Linked DNA regions of Canis lupus: region 2 is linked to region 1. The links are chromatin contacts, called in public Hi-C maps. All regions are on one chromosome and are shown on one strand. The core of a region is the stretch at or near the end of the contact, and the rest is flanking DNA. Distances in the headings are between cores, read along the strand shown.

What was found. Hi-C and Micro-C count contacts between places; a contact is called where the count stands out from the background.
Region 2: a Hi-C map of blood shows a contact between it and region 1, with 4 times the contacts expected there. The contact joins the promoter of DNAJC1 here to the enhancer-like site in region 1. A contact is called at or near these places in 2 of 9 Hi-C or Micro-C datasets (both in blood).

The regions. Positions count from the first base shown.
Region 1 is chr2:8,701,424-8,707,732 of UU_Cfam_GSD_1.0, forward strand. No RefSeq gene overlaps it. Among named protein-coding and RNA genes, the nearest start is that of TRNAN-GUU, 19 kb to the right of the region's middle. Within about 2 kb of position 3,543, at least 13 of the 20 cell types and tissues checked have an H3K27ac peak or open chromatin away from gene starts, as enhancers often do. A contact at or near this core is called in blood, where this site is marked.
Region 2 is chr2:8,943,555-8,949,837 of UU_Cfam_GSD_1.0, forward strand. DNAJC1 (dnaJ homolog subfamily C member 1) reads left to right here and starts at 4,742. Exons shown (of 12, transcript XM_038529829.1): 1 at 4,742-5,238. The coding sequence starts at 5,014.

The DNA.
Region 1 (6,309 bases), core at 2,293-4,792:
TTTCTTTGTTGCTTTCTGTCGTTGTACATGCCTTTATTTCAGGCATTTTATTTACTTAAAACAATTTTTTTTCAAGGCCCACCGTCTGCAAACTGTATGTCAAGCATTTAAACTTGGGCCCTAACATAAAATATCTGAATGTATTCCATATGATAATTCCATATAACAGTAGCTGGCACTAAAAAAATGTACTCCAAAATGTAAAAATTACACATATTAAAAATTAGAAGCAGTCATAATACAAATAAGGACCATTTAAAAGACACTTAGTATAACATATTTGAGTGGGTTGAAACAGTTAGGACTTATGATGTAACAAAGCAGGCAATTCTAAATATAAGGAAATGCCTTAACAGTGTTCAATAAATTACCAATATTAAGATTTTGAAAAACAGATCAATTAGTAATGTTAAAAATAATAATCAGTATAGTTTTGTAAAGATCGTATGTGTCACAAGTTGACTCTCATATATTGAACATTTCTGAATTTTCTGCATTTATAAAGAACTATTTGGCCAAAAATTTGCTCTGCAGGTTATCTATATTACCTTACCTTTCTAAAATGGATTTTGAATAAAATATAAGAGCTCTACTTAAAATTTTGCCTCTTAAGTCTAAGACAGTGATTATATGACATCTTTTACATGGTAAATCTGTCAAATAGAGATGATTTGATTTTTCTTCCTAAATTGCATATTACCCAGCACTACTTGACACATGAATTAGTGGAAGTGAGATACATTAAATGGTGATCTTTGTCCTACATTGCAATTCATCAGTACATGGATTTATGAAAAGAAATCCCAGTTTCTCTTGAGTTTAATAAATGCTTTACAATGATTTTTTTAAAAGTAGGCCTTAATACCTAATCAGTTGAATTCAATGGCCAGATGTAAGAGTGGATAGAGTACCAACCAAATTACAATTTCCAACTTTTATTTTTGAAGGAAGTGATCTTTGAGAGATGAGAAAATTACTAAATTTGAACTTTTTTTGCCCTGTATTTGGCTGCCATAAATATCATCTTCTAAATAGCCTTAGGGTTTGTACTAAAAAAAAAAACAAAACAAAAAACAAAACAAAAAAAAACAGTTCATGACTAAATTAAAAGAAAGCTGGTGACTAAAAAGTAAGCTTTCTCATGAAAGAGGAAACACAAAAGAGGGTTGAGTATATCCAAAAACATAATATAAACCTGAGTGTTACAGGCAATGCTCAGTTTAAAATTTCATGTATCGTGAAATGATAAATATCTATTCCAGACTACGAATACTTTAAATTTTAAAATGTCCTATAGCCCCTTTTACCTTGTCTCAGAAACAGAAGTTGTAATGTTCTCTGTGAGCTAGGCCTATAGCTTGCCAATATTTTTACTTCTTAATTTTGTGGAATATTCTAAAACCATCACGCAGCTATCGATTTGAAGTTTTGATGTTAGCATTCACACACACACACACACACACACACGCAACCACAAGGAAAAGATCACCTTAACTAACGATGCCAAGACTAATGTTTGAGCTTAGACACCCAGCTCTCGCTTAGGGAAAACAGTTTAATACTAAAGTAACTTGAAACTTGCATCTCAATGCAACTTTTCTAATAGAAGAATGTAAGAAATCTCTTTTATTTTCCTGCTTGGGAAAGATAGATTTTCTTTATGTAAATCTGTCATCTGAAAAACTAGACATATAAATAATCAACCGTCGGTAATGACTTAAATGTCATTCCAAAATTTAAAGGCCCGTTAATATAGCCGGAGTAATAGAAGAGCCGGGTTATCCTGTCCAAGGCAGACCCGCAGGTGGGCATGCGCCGTCGGTGGCTCCCGGGGAGCGGGGTTCGAGGGCTGGCGGCTGGCAGCGAGCAGCTCCCGAGGCGCCAGGTGTGGGCGGCGCTCCCTGCTGTACTGCGGGCTCTGAGATGACCCGAGTGCTCCAGGGGCCGGTGACATGCACAGTGCTCTGCTTGTGGCGCTGGGCAGGAGAGGAGGACGCAGTGATCCGGTGAAAGACAGGAGTGAAGCTGTTTCAACAGCTTTTAGCTGTTTCAACCGACGCGCCCAGGGACCTTGTGTGGTTCGGTTACCATTGCGGTCACCCCGAGTCTCCGCTTGGACATGCTGCACGCCGCCAAACGGAAGAGTCCGGCGCTTCCACCCTGCAGCCACCGTCCCTTTGCACCGCGAAGAACCCAAGGCCCGGCGACACGGGGGGCAGCAGCCGTCTGGGCTGGAGGCGCAGGACCGCGCGGAACCCGACGGCGCGGGGGCCCCACGGGGATGCCCGCCGCCCTCCGAGGCCGCCCCGCGCGGTCCAGGCCGGCCGCAGCCCCGCGGGCCCTCGCAGATCGCAGATCGGGGCAGGCCGGGCGCCCGCGGCGCGAACCTTGGGGCGTCTCCGGCGCCCGCCCGAGCGTGACTGTGCGCGAAGACGGTGTCGAGCGCGAGCGGAGCGGAAAGAGCGGGAGCGCGAGGAGAATGTACTTTGCAGCCGTTCGTCACTTGCACCACCGACCGGCCGAGATGTAACTCGACGGAAACCAGCAGTTGGGGCGCCTGGGGTGAGAGGACGGGACTTCGTTTCCGGAACCGCTTTCAGTTGCCTCGAAGGAGCTGCGCGACTCCGACCGCGCCTCCGATCCCCGGGAAGCGAGGGCACCTCCGCGGAGACCCGCGCCCGGGGCCGGCGCTGGGGCGCTTCCCTGCCCACCCGCCGGGGGCCCCGCGCGGGCCGCGACCTTGGCCGCTCCTCCGGCGGCGGGGGGAACCCCGAGGCGCGTCGGGGCAGCCGCGGCTCCCAGCGGCGGGGGCCCCGGGCCCCCGGCCCGCGCGCGCCCCTGACCCCCAGCTCCCTCCGGGAAGCCTCTATTTCGGGGCGCCCCTCCTCGCTGCACCCCCCGGCGCGCGCCCCCCGCCTCCTCCCCGAGGGGCGCGTTCGTGTTTCTTCGACGCGTCTCGGTTCGCCGTCCCCGCCGCAGCACGCGCCCACCGCACGGCCACCGGGGAGCCCCGGGGCCCCGGCGGGTGTCGCGTCCCGGCCCGAGCCGCGCAGAGCGGGAGGCGGACGCGCAGCCCCAGGCGCGGGGGCAGGAGGTGCGCTGGGGGCGGGGGCGGGGACCGGGGGCCGGGGGGGCGGGGGGCCCCGTCCCTCCCTCCCCTTCTGGCGGACCAAAGCCGCTGAAGCTGCAGAAACGCGCTGGCGCCCGTCCACCGGCTGCAAACAAAACCCTACAACAAAAAGCGGCGAAAGGAGAAGCGAATATGGCGCTGCTGAAAATGGAGCCTCGGCCTCTGGAACGTCTTTCTTTCCGCCTCGGCCTCTCGCTCCGTCGGGGTCTGCCCCTTCGTCCCGCGGCGAGCGCCTCCGGGGCGCCGTCCCCGTGCAGCCTGCCGCGCCACCCGCGCCCGTGTCTGCCCCGGGACCCCCTCCCCCCTGCTTTTCCTTCTCTCCTTTCCCCTCTCGGTTCCTCTTTCTCCATTTTGTGTCACAGGCGCTTTTTCCTCGGTTCCCTTTCTGGGCCCGCACTCCCCCCGCGCGTCTCGCTTCAGTGTGTGTGTGTGTGTGTGTGTGTGTGTGCGCGCGCGTGCAGGTCGCGAACGGTGCGGAGAGTAGGGGCGGGGAGGGACGGGGTGGGGGTGGGACCGCGCTCGGAGACAGGAGGGACCCGGGAACCCCGACTCCGCGGCGGCCCCTCCCCCGCCGCCCCCGGACTCGCGCGACGGGCCGGGTCTCAGCCGCCGAGCGCCGCCCGCCCGGGGAGCTCAGGGTGGCCGCCCGCTGAATACGTCCACGAGAAGAAAAGGGCGGGGGGGGGGGGGGGATAAAAAAAAAAAAAAAAGGATCTCGCATCTCGCTTTTGCAGCGCTCGAAGGCACGGGGAAAGCTTTGGGTAGACGTGGAAGCCGAATTTCATTTTCCCAGGGGAATTCCAATGCCAATTTTATTTATTTTTATTTTTTTATTTTTTTTCCAATGCCAATTTTAAGAGAGGTCTGCAAAAGCAGACGGCAGCGTGAATCCGAGTTCTCTTGGTTTATTTTGAACAGGAGGAAGGCCAGGTGCTGAGATACGTTTTTAAGGATAAACTTTTTTTAAAAATGACTTTTTCTTTTACACTTGCAGCTGACTTTGATCCCTTAAAAAGGGGGGGGGGGGGGAGATGAACTCTTCCTAGAGACCAATGGTTTTGAATGCGTAACGCCCCCAAATCGGGGTTCTCGGGTAGTTGGTCTAGACGTTTTTATGATTTTGAAGGTCAAGGTCTCTAAGCGCTGTTCAGTGAAACAGAAGTATGTTGTTACATTAGAGATAAGGCAGAAGGTGGTATGTCCTGATTGTGCTTAATCTTCGTGGAGACTCTTGGGTTTGGTTGGGTTTTTTGTTTTTGGCAGGGGGAATTTGCCTGCGTGCTCTGTAAGAAGCAGCTGAGAGAAATTATTTCAAGTGAAAAGACTTCAGCCAATACACACGTGAAAGCCTTGACATCATTTTCTGACCTGAGGGCCTCTTTTAGTCTTGATAAAATAAGTTTAATCTCATACAGTATTTGAAAACAAAATGATTTTGCTTCCCCATACGTTTTTATTTCACTTTGGATTTCACTTTATTCACATTTACCAAGGTGTCTTTATATTCTTCTGGCCAGTTTTACCTCCTTACTGTGTGGGCTGTCAGAACCATATTAACACACACACACACACACACACACACACACAAATGTTCATACCTTATGTGACTCTAATGCTCCTGGAATTATTTGAAAAGATCAAAATTTTATAAGGAGACTTTTAAAAATGTATTAGAGAAGTATTTTTTGAAGGAATCTTAGAATGTTTCTTTTTAAAAGTTACCTTCCTTGGCTTTCATTAATTGCCTCTGATTATAGTTAGGTTATATATCTTACTTTCAGATTATTTATTTGTGAAAGAAAGGAGAAAGGAAGCAGATCTCTGCAAGAACTAAATCAATGTAACTAGGCCTTATAAAGAGCCTAAATCTGTGGTACTCTTGAAATATGTTTATCAAATTGAGTTTGGCACATGTTTTCTTCTAACTAAAATAGTTGACCTACAAGTCTTATAAAAATAGATTAAAACTTGTTTTTATTTTTTTAAAAAAAGACTTTATTTATTCATGAGAGACAGAGAGAGGTGGAGACACAGGGAGCCTGATGTGGGACTCGATCCCCGGTCCGCAGGATCAGGCCCTGGACTGAAGGTGGCGCTAAACCGCTGAGCCACCCGGGCTGCCCTAAAACTTGTTTTTAATTCAGGGTCCTACTTTGTTGTGCTTTTCTCCTCATAGATGAACAAATCAGAGGAGTCTAACTTGGAGGGTAGGTAGGTTTTTGTGCTTTTTTCCAGACAAGCTTTCTAAAAATGGGCAAAGTTAGGGAAGTTATTAGGACCTTTTAGTTCAGTTGGAATGATTCAGTACTTATATCAAGTTAATCTTATTAAGATGCTATTTCCTGTTCAGAGGGAATAAATTAAGGCACAACTCAGATTAATCTAGATGGACAACTTTGTATATCTTCTAAGCAATAGGGGCTAGAAAAACGTATCAGTTATCCAAAATATATATGCATTATATTAAGTACCAATAATGTTCACTGAGGAAGATATAGATAAAACATGGTGTTGTTGAGGAGTTTACAGATTATAAAGGAGTAATTAAATTCTTTATTTTTTTCATTAAAAAATTCATTTGAAAAAAATAAAATTAGATCATGACCTTACTCACAAATTAAATTTTAGACAGATTTAAAACCTAAATTGGAAAAAAAAATAGAACTTCAAAAATACCGGCATGTAATACAGGAGAATATCTTCATGACCTTGGAGAAGGAAAAATTAGAACACACAATCCATAGAGAATATAATGAATTGCATATTATATAAGTAAATATATAGTACTATTAACAGGAAGGCTACACACAGACTTCAAAACAATGATTTCCTGTTAAGGGAGGAGAAAAGAAGGAGAGGGGAATAGGAAGAAGTCCAAAGGGGGTGTCTCTTTGTAAAATGGTCAGAGGCAATAATAGCAAGATGTTATCCCTTTTTGTTCTATGTACTTTTTTATAAGCTTGTTATAATTTATTTAAAATCCTCTAACATCAATTCCTAGTCCAAAAACCAAACAAATGACACATTTCTTTTTCTTAGTCCTTAATAATCTCTGTAAGGTGACATTCACGTGTATAACAACAAAGTAAACATACCCGGGTCTTTTTCCTGTATAGTCTTTGTATGTTACGTGATGTTCACAGCAGAGATTTCCTCCTAGTTGGATGTGTCTGTCTGTA
Region 2 (6,283 bases), core at 3,492-5,991, 240 kb after region 1:
TTCATCAACTGATGGACATTTGGGTTGTTTCTAACTTTTTAGTTATTATGGATAATGCTGCTATGAGCATTTGTGTGCAAGTTTTTGTGTGGCAAAACTTTTTTCATTTTTCTTGTGTATATACCTAAGAGTGGAATTTGGTTCATATAATAACTCTATAGTTTTTTGAGGAACTGTCAAACTGTTTTCCCAAAGGCTGCACCATTTTGCATTCCCACCAGGAATATAGGAAAGTTCCAATTTCTCCTCATCTTCACTAACATTCTTTATTGTCTATTTGGCTATTGCCAACCTAATGTGTGTAAAGCAGTATCTCTTTCGAGTTTTAGGGCCATAGGAAAAGGCCCTAATGGCTAGCAATGCTGAATCTCTTTTCATGTACTTATTGGCCATTCGTATATCTTCCTTGGAGAAATGTCTATTTCAAATTCTTTGCCCATTTAAAAAAAACGTTTTTGAGTTGTAAGAATTCTTTCCATATTGTAGGGGATCCCTGGGTGGCTCAGCGGTTTAGCACCTGCCTTTGGCTCAGGACGCAATCCTGAGGTCCCGGGATCGAGTCCCACGTCAGGCTCCCGGCATGGAGCCTACTTCTCCCTCCTCCTGTCTCTCTCTCTCTCTTTCTCTCTCTCTCTCTCTATGTCTATAATAAATAAATAAATAAATAAATAAATAAATAAATAAATAAATAAATCTTTTAAAAAAAGAATTATTTCCATATTGTAGATGTAAATCCCATATCAGGTATATGATTTGCAAATATCTTTTCTATTCCTTTGGTTGTCTTTTTGTTTTCTTGATGGTATTGTCTGTGACACAAAATTTTCAAATTTTTATGTGGTACAATTTATCTATTTTTTTCTTTTGTCACATGCTTATGGTGTCATATCTTAGGAGCCATTGGCTAACCTAAGGCCACCATGATTTACACCTATTTTTTTCTTATAAGAGTTTTATACTTTTAGCTCTTACATTCAGGTATGATATATTTTGAGTTAATTTTTTCATCTGTGGTTATAGGTCTTTATAGTTTTGGAAAATGCTTGGCTAGTATGTCTACAAATATTGCATCTGCCTCATTCTCTCCCTTTGCTCTTTTTCTAGGACTTCGGATACATTATGCTAGATTTATTCACTATGTCCCACATGCCTTTCAAGCTCTGTGCTGTCCATCCTTTTTTTCTCTCTATGCTTCAGTTTGTATTTTTTCTGTCCTCAAATTTACTAATCTTTTGTTCTATTATATCTAGTCTGCTTTTAAATCCATTCACTGAGTTCTTGATTTCAGTATTATATTTTCTAATTTGAGAATTTCTATTGATTATTTTTATGAGTTCAATTCTCTGCTAAAACTCTGCATCTTTTAATCAATTTTCCCACCTTTCCTTCTCTTTTTATAATAGTTATTTTATAGTCCTTATCTGGACTCAAAAATCTGGCTTATCTGTGGCTTTTTTATTATCTTTTTTTTTTTCTGTTGATTATTGGTCAGATGCTCACTTTGGCAGCACATATACTAAAATTGGAATGATTACCATTCAAATTTTCCTGCTTTTTTCAAGTTTCATGTTTTTTTTAGCATATGCCAGATTTATTTATTTATTTTTTATTTTTTTATTTATGATAGTCAGAGAGAGAGAGAGAGAGAGGCAGAGACACAGATAGAGGGAGAAGCAGGCTCCATGCTGGGAGCCCGACGTGGGACTCGATCCCGGGACTCCAGGATCACACCCCGGGCCAAAGGCAGGCGCCAAACCGCTGCGCCACCCAGGGATCCCCATATGCCAGATTTTTAATATTAAAAACCTATAGACAATATAGACTATTTCCCTCTAGAGATGAAAACAGACAAATAGAGTGAGGATCAGGGGTTAAGCTGAGTTGGGATTGGGTTGCAGTGGTAAGATTCCACTTTTGGTTTCTCTCTGTTTCTTGGTTGGATTCCTCTGGGCTTTTGATAGGAAACCTGGAAAGTTTCTATCTCTACTGCCCTAGAGATTCAGTTCTGCTTTGAGAGGTTTTAAACTTAGATCTTTAGCCTCCTACTCATACAATTTCAGAAATATTGGAAATGTCTTGAAAGGGAAGACTGCCTGGTATTTGAGGCAGGCTCCTCCTTCTAAATAGAATCTGTTTTATGTACTCTGGTAGAATGTGGGGAGACTGTGCTCTACCGATCAGGCTCAGTCAGTTCTTCAGCCTCTTGCACCATCCCAGAATTCAGCAAATGTCCTGTGGGAAATTTTGGGTGTATGTTTGAGGCTCCTTTACATTTATAATCCATTACACAACTCATGTGACTAATCATTAGATGTTTCAGTAGTCTCTCTTTTCCTGTGTAAACTCCCTCTCTCAGGCCAAACTTCAGCCCATGCTCAGAGTCAGTAAATGTCACTGGAGAAGAAGATAGCTGGCAGTTATCAGCTTACATAGTCCAGACCTCAGTAAGATGATTTATTCAGCTGCATTGCCCTTTGGGGACATGCGAAGATGCCAACTAGAAGCCTAAATGTGAATATCACTGTGTTGTTTGCAGAGACCTGGACCAGAATGTCAGCATGGACAACTATCATTGGAACTGAGCAGGATAAAGCTTCAAGAGCAGGACCTCTATAGGAGTGAGAAGCATTAGCAGTACTGTAGGAAATACTAGACGGTCTGCTAAAAGGTCAGGGCAAGAATCCTAGATTTGTGGCAATATGTACTCTGGTCTCAAATGTTATATTGCACTTAAGATGATTACTTTCATCTTATTTAGATGTTTTACTCATTGAATAAACATTAAGTTAAATGAGAGACTTGGTGAAGATGAAGATGTCTTTCATCTTAAGAGAAATGACATACCAAAAAGCAAGCTAAAAATTGTACTGGGAGAAATGGTGGGAGATTTTCAGTGTTGAATTCAACTAATTGAATGCATTGTCCTTGGTACCAAGGATACACAGATTAAGTGATAACCCTTGCTACCGACTAAATGACTTCCCCAAAATTCATGTGTTGAAGTCCTAATCCCCAGTGTGATGGTATTGAGAGATGGGGCCTTTGGGAGATAATTAGGTTTAGATGAGGTCATGATGGTGGAGCTCCCATTGTGGGATTAGTGCCCTTATAAGAGGAAACATAGATCTCCATACACCTCTTTCTTTCTACCTCTCCCTTCCTTTCTACCTCTTCTCTTCCTTCCCCTAGTCCCACCTTGTAAGGGTACAGGAAGAAGGCAGCTGTCTACAGCCAGGAAAGAGCCCTCACTAGAGTCCTACCATGCTGGCACCCAGATTTCATATTTCCCAGCCTCCAGAACTGTGGAAAAACAAATGTGTTGTTTAAGCTACCCAGTCTATAGTATTCTGTTGTAGCAGCCCTGGCAGATGGAGACACCCCTGCTCATGTATCTTTGAAAGGTAAGCCTCAGGATCAAATTAAAATGTGATAAATTCAAGCATATACATTCTAAGGCAAGATAGTTTTGCATTCACTTATGACGATTTAAAAATATTTTGTGTTGTAATAATAAAAGGATTTAAGATTTACTTCCTAGTTACTGTTTTCCTAACCTTGATCAAATATATGCTTTTATAATAAGAGTGAAAGTAGTTTTATCCCCTATTGAGCTTAATTTAACTGGCAAGGTCCAAGATGGGAAAAGCATAATGCAAAATTTTCAAAACTGGGCAAGCACCCTGAGTTAATACAAATATATATATATATTTGGTATATATGGTATATGGTATATATATATATATATATATATATATTCCCTTCTACTTCCTCAACAAGAGTAGGGGGTCAGGGAGGAAAAGTGTGAGAAGCATACAAAGAAAATTAAGTTTACGCAAGAGAAAGCAACAGTGGTAGAGGAAAAAAACTTAGAAGGTACTGCACAGAAGCAATGCAGGAGTAGGAGGTAAGACATCGGTGGGAAAGGGAAAGCAGGTTTTAAGCCTGTATATTTCTTTAAAAACATCTCAGTTGGGAAAGGAGTCCCAATTAGAAATGGGTTAAGGAAAAAAAAGAAAGAAAAGAAAAGAAAAGAAAGAAAAGAAAAGAAAAGAAAAGAAAAGAAAAGAAAAGGAAAGGAAAGAAGAAAGAAAAAAGGGGTTAAGGTGGATAAACTGCACTTCCCTTGAGACTGTGACTGAGTCACCATTATTCATTCTACCAGGCTGCCTATGCCATATGGTATTATGCCCATAAATCTTATTTAGCACTATACTTTTTGTGTTGGTCCGAATTCCATTTCTGCTTCACCTCGGCCATAAAGGACGCTCTATTCACTAGAACTGCCCCCCCCCCCCCCCCCCCCCCGCTTTCAGGCCGTGGGTTCAATTTCTCCTGTATCTTTATGCAGACAGTATAATGAAATGTCTGTAAACAGAGGCCATAATCAAATCAGTCTTCAAATATGCTGGTTTTCCAAACGGCGGGCGGGGAAGATAGTAAGAAGGTAGACGTTTCCGAGGAAGATTTATACGTGGGCTGTTCAGGTACACGTGTGCTTCCATGTGCCTTAATCTGCGTAAATAAACGCACAGCTTCTCAGGGTGCGCTAGCGAGCGACAAAAAAGGCGTTTCTCAGAGGCCCGGATCCCGGCCGCCCGACTTCCCTACTTCCGGCCCCGCCCACGGCCCCGCGGTTGCTAGGAGACGTGATGTCACCGGAAGCGGGGACTGGGATAGGCTGAGGCGAAGGGAAGCCGCTCCCCCTCTGCAACCTCAGCGCCGGGCGCCGGCCGTGCAGCTGTTTGTAGGCCTGGGGGTGAGGGTCTGCGGAAGGTAGAGCCGCCTGCGGCCCCGCCCGGCCACCCACCCGCCGCTGCGTCCGCCCGCTCCCGCCCGCTCCCGCCGCCCTCGCCCTCGCCCTGCCGCCGGGGCGGGCCGCGGGGCGGGCGCCTCCCGTGCGGCTGCCGGTGCTTCTGACTGACAGGCGCTGTTCGCACAGCCCGCGCTGCCCGCCACGTCCCCGGTGGCGGCCGACGGCACAGCGTGGCGGCTGACCTTTCCGAGCCCAGTGCGATGACGGCTACCTGCTCCCGGCCGGCCCGGCCACCTCGGCCACCTCGGCCACCTCGGCGTCGCTGGCGTCGGCTTGTGCGGTTCCCGCCGCCGCCGCCGCTGCTGTTGCTGCTGCTCCTGGCGGCGGTGGGGCCGGCGCACGGCTGGGAGAGCGGGGACCTGGAGTTATTTGACTTGGTGGAGGAGGTGCAGCTCAACTTCTACCAGTTCCTCGGGGTGCAGCAGGTAAGCGGGGCCGCCGGCCGCCCGAGGGCTGCGCCTCTTCAGGGACTCCCGGGGCCGAAACGTACGGGTCGCGGCAGAAAGGAGGGGGTGGGGCGGGCTTGCACCCGGTTTCCTCGGAGGGAGCCGGCGCCGCGGCCAGGACGTGGGCATCCTGGGCTCTGGCGGCCCTGCTCCCCGGGGCCCGCCGGGGTCTCCTGGTCACCCCAGCCTCAGGGTTGGTCCCCCACCCCCGCTCCTCACCGCTGTGCTCCCCTTCTCCGGTTCCGGTCTCGGTGACAGGTCGGACGGTGCCTCCAGCATGGGGTGTCGATACCTCGTCTTCCCTCAGCCATTCTGGGGGCGATCCTTGCACCCAGCTGAGCTGGGGGAAGAAGGAGAAGAGTAGCGTGGGCAGACCTTTTACATCTTCGCTTTGCTGCCTCCTGAGTGTGGAGAGAATAGTCATGGCTTCCCCTAAATTTTCACCTATCCGGTTACACTTGCCATTTTAGCTGCTTTCTTGCCTCTCTTCCTTTCCGGGAAGATAGGCATTTTGGTCGGCGTCTGTGTTGCAGAAGTTTTCCTCTCGGTGTACCTTGGACTTTTTAGCCTGTTGAATAGGGCTTCGTATCACAGCTTTGAAATCTGGAGGATCTTGAAGCCTCCACCGTATTGGTCCTGGAATTAAAAATAGAAGTTTTCTGGGTAGGGGAGGCACTTGGGGGTGTTACAGGAAGAGAAGCCCAACCAGTAGCACAAGAGAGTTTTCTTTCTTTTTGTTTTCCTTCCATTTCTTTTCTTTAACTTTCTTTTCTGAGCTTGAGGCTAACTTGTAATGTCAGTTTGTTGCTCTTTACTCCTACTTCGGGAGCGGTACCGGAGGGTAGATATCCAGTCCATCTGCAACCTGCTGCCACGGAAAAGATGACATTTCACTGATTTAAGGATTATGGGATAAAGACAGAATTTCACACGATCCGATTCAGCCCTTCAGAAAATGCTTTGAATAGTTATGTGGGTAAAAAAAAAAAAAAAAAAGTAAGGTTTACCAACAATTGTCATCCTA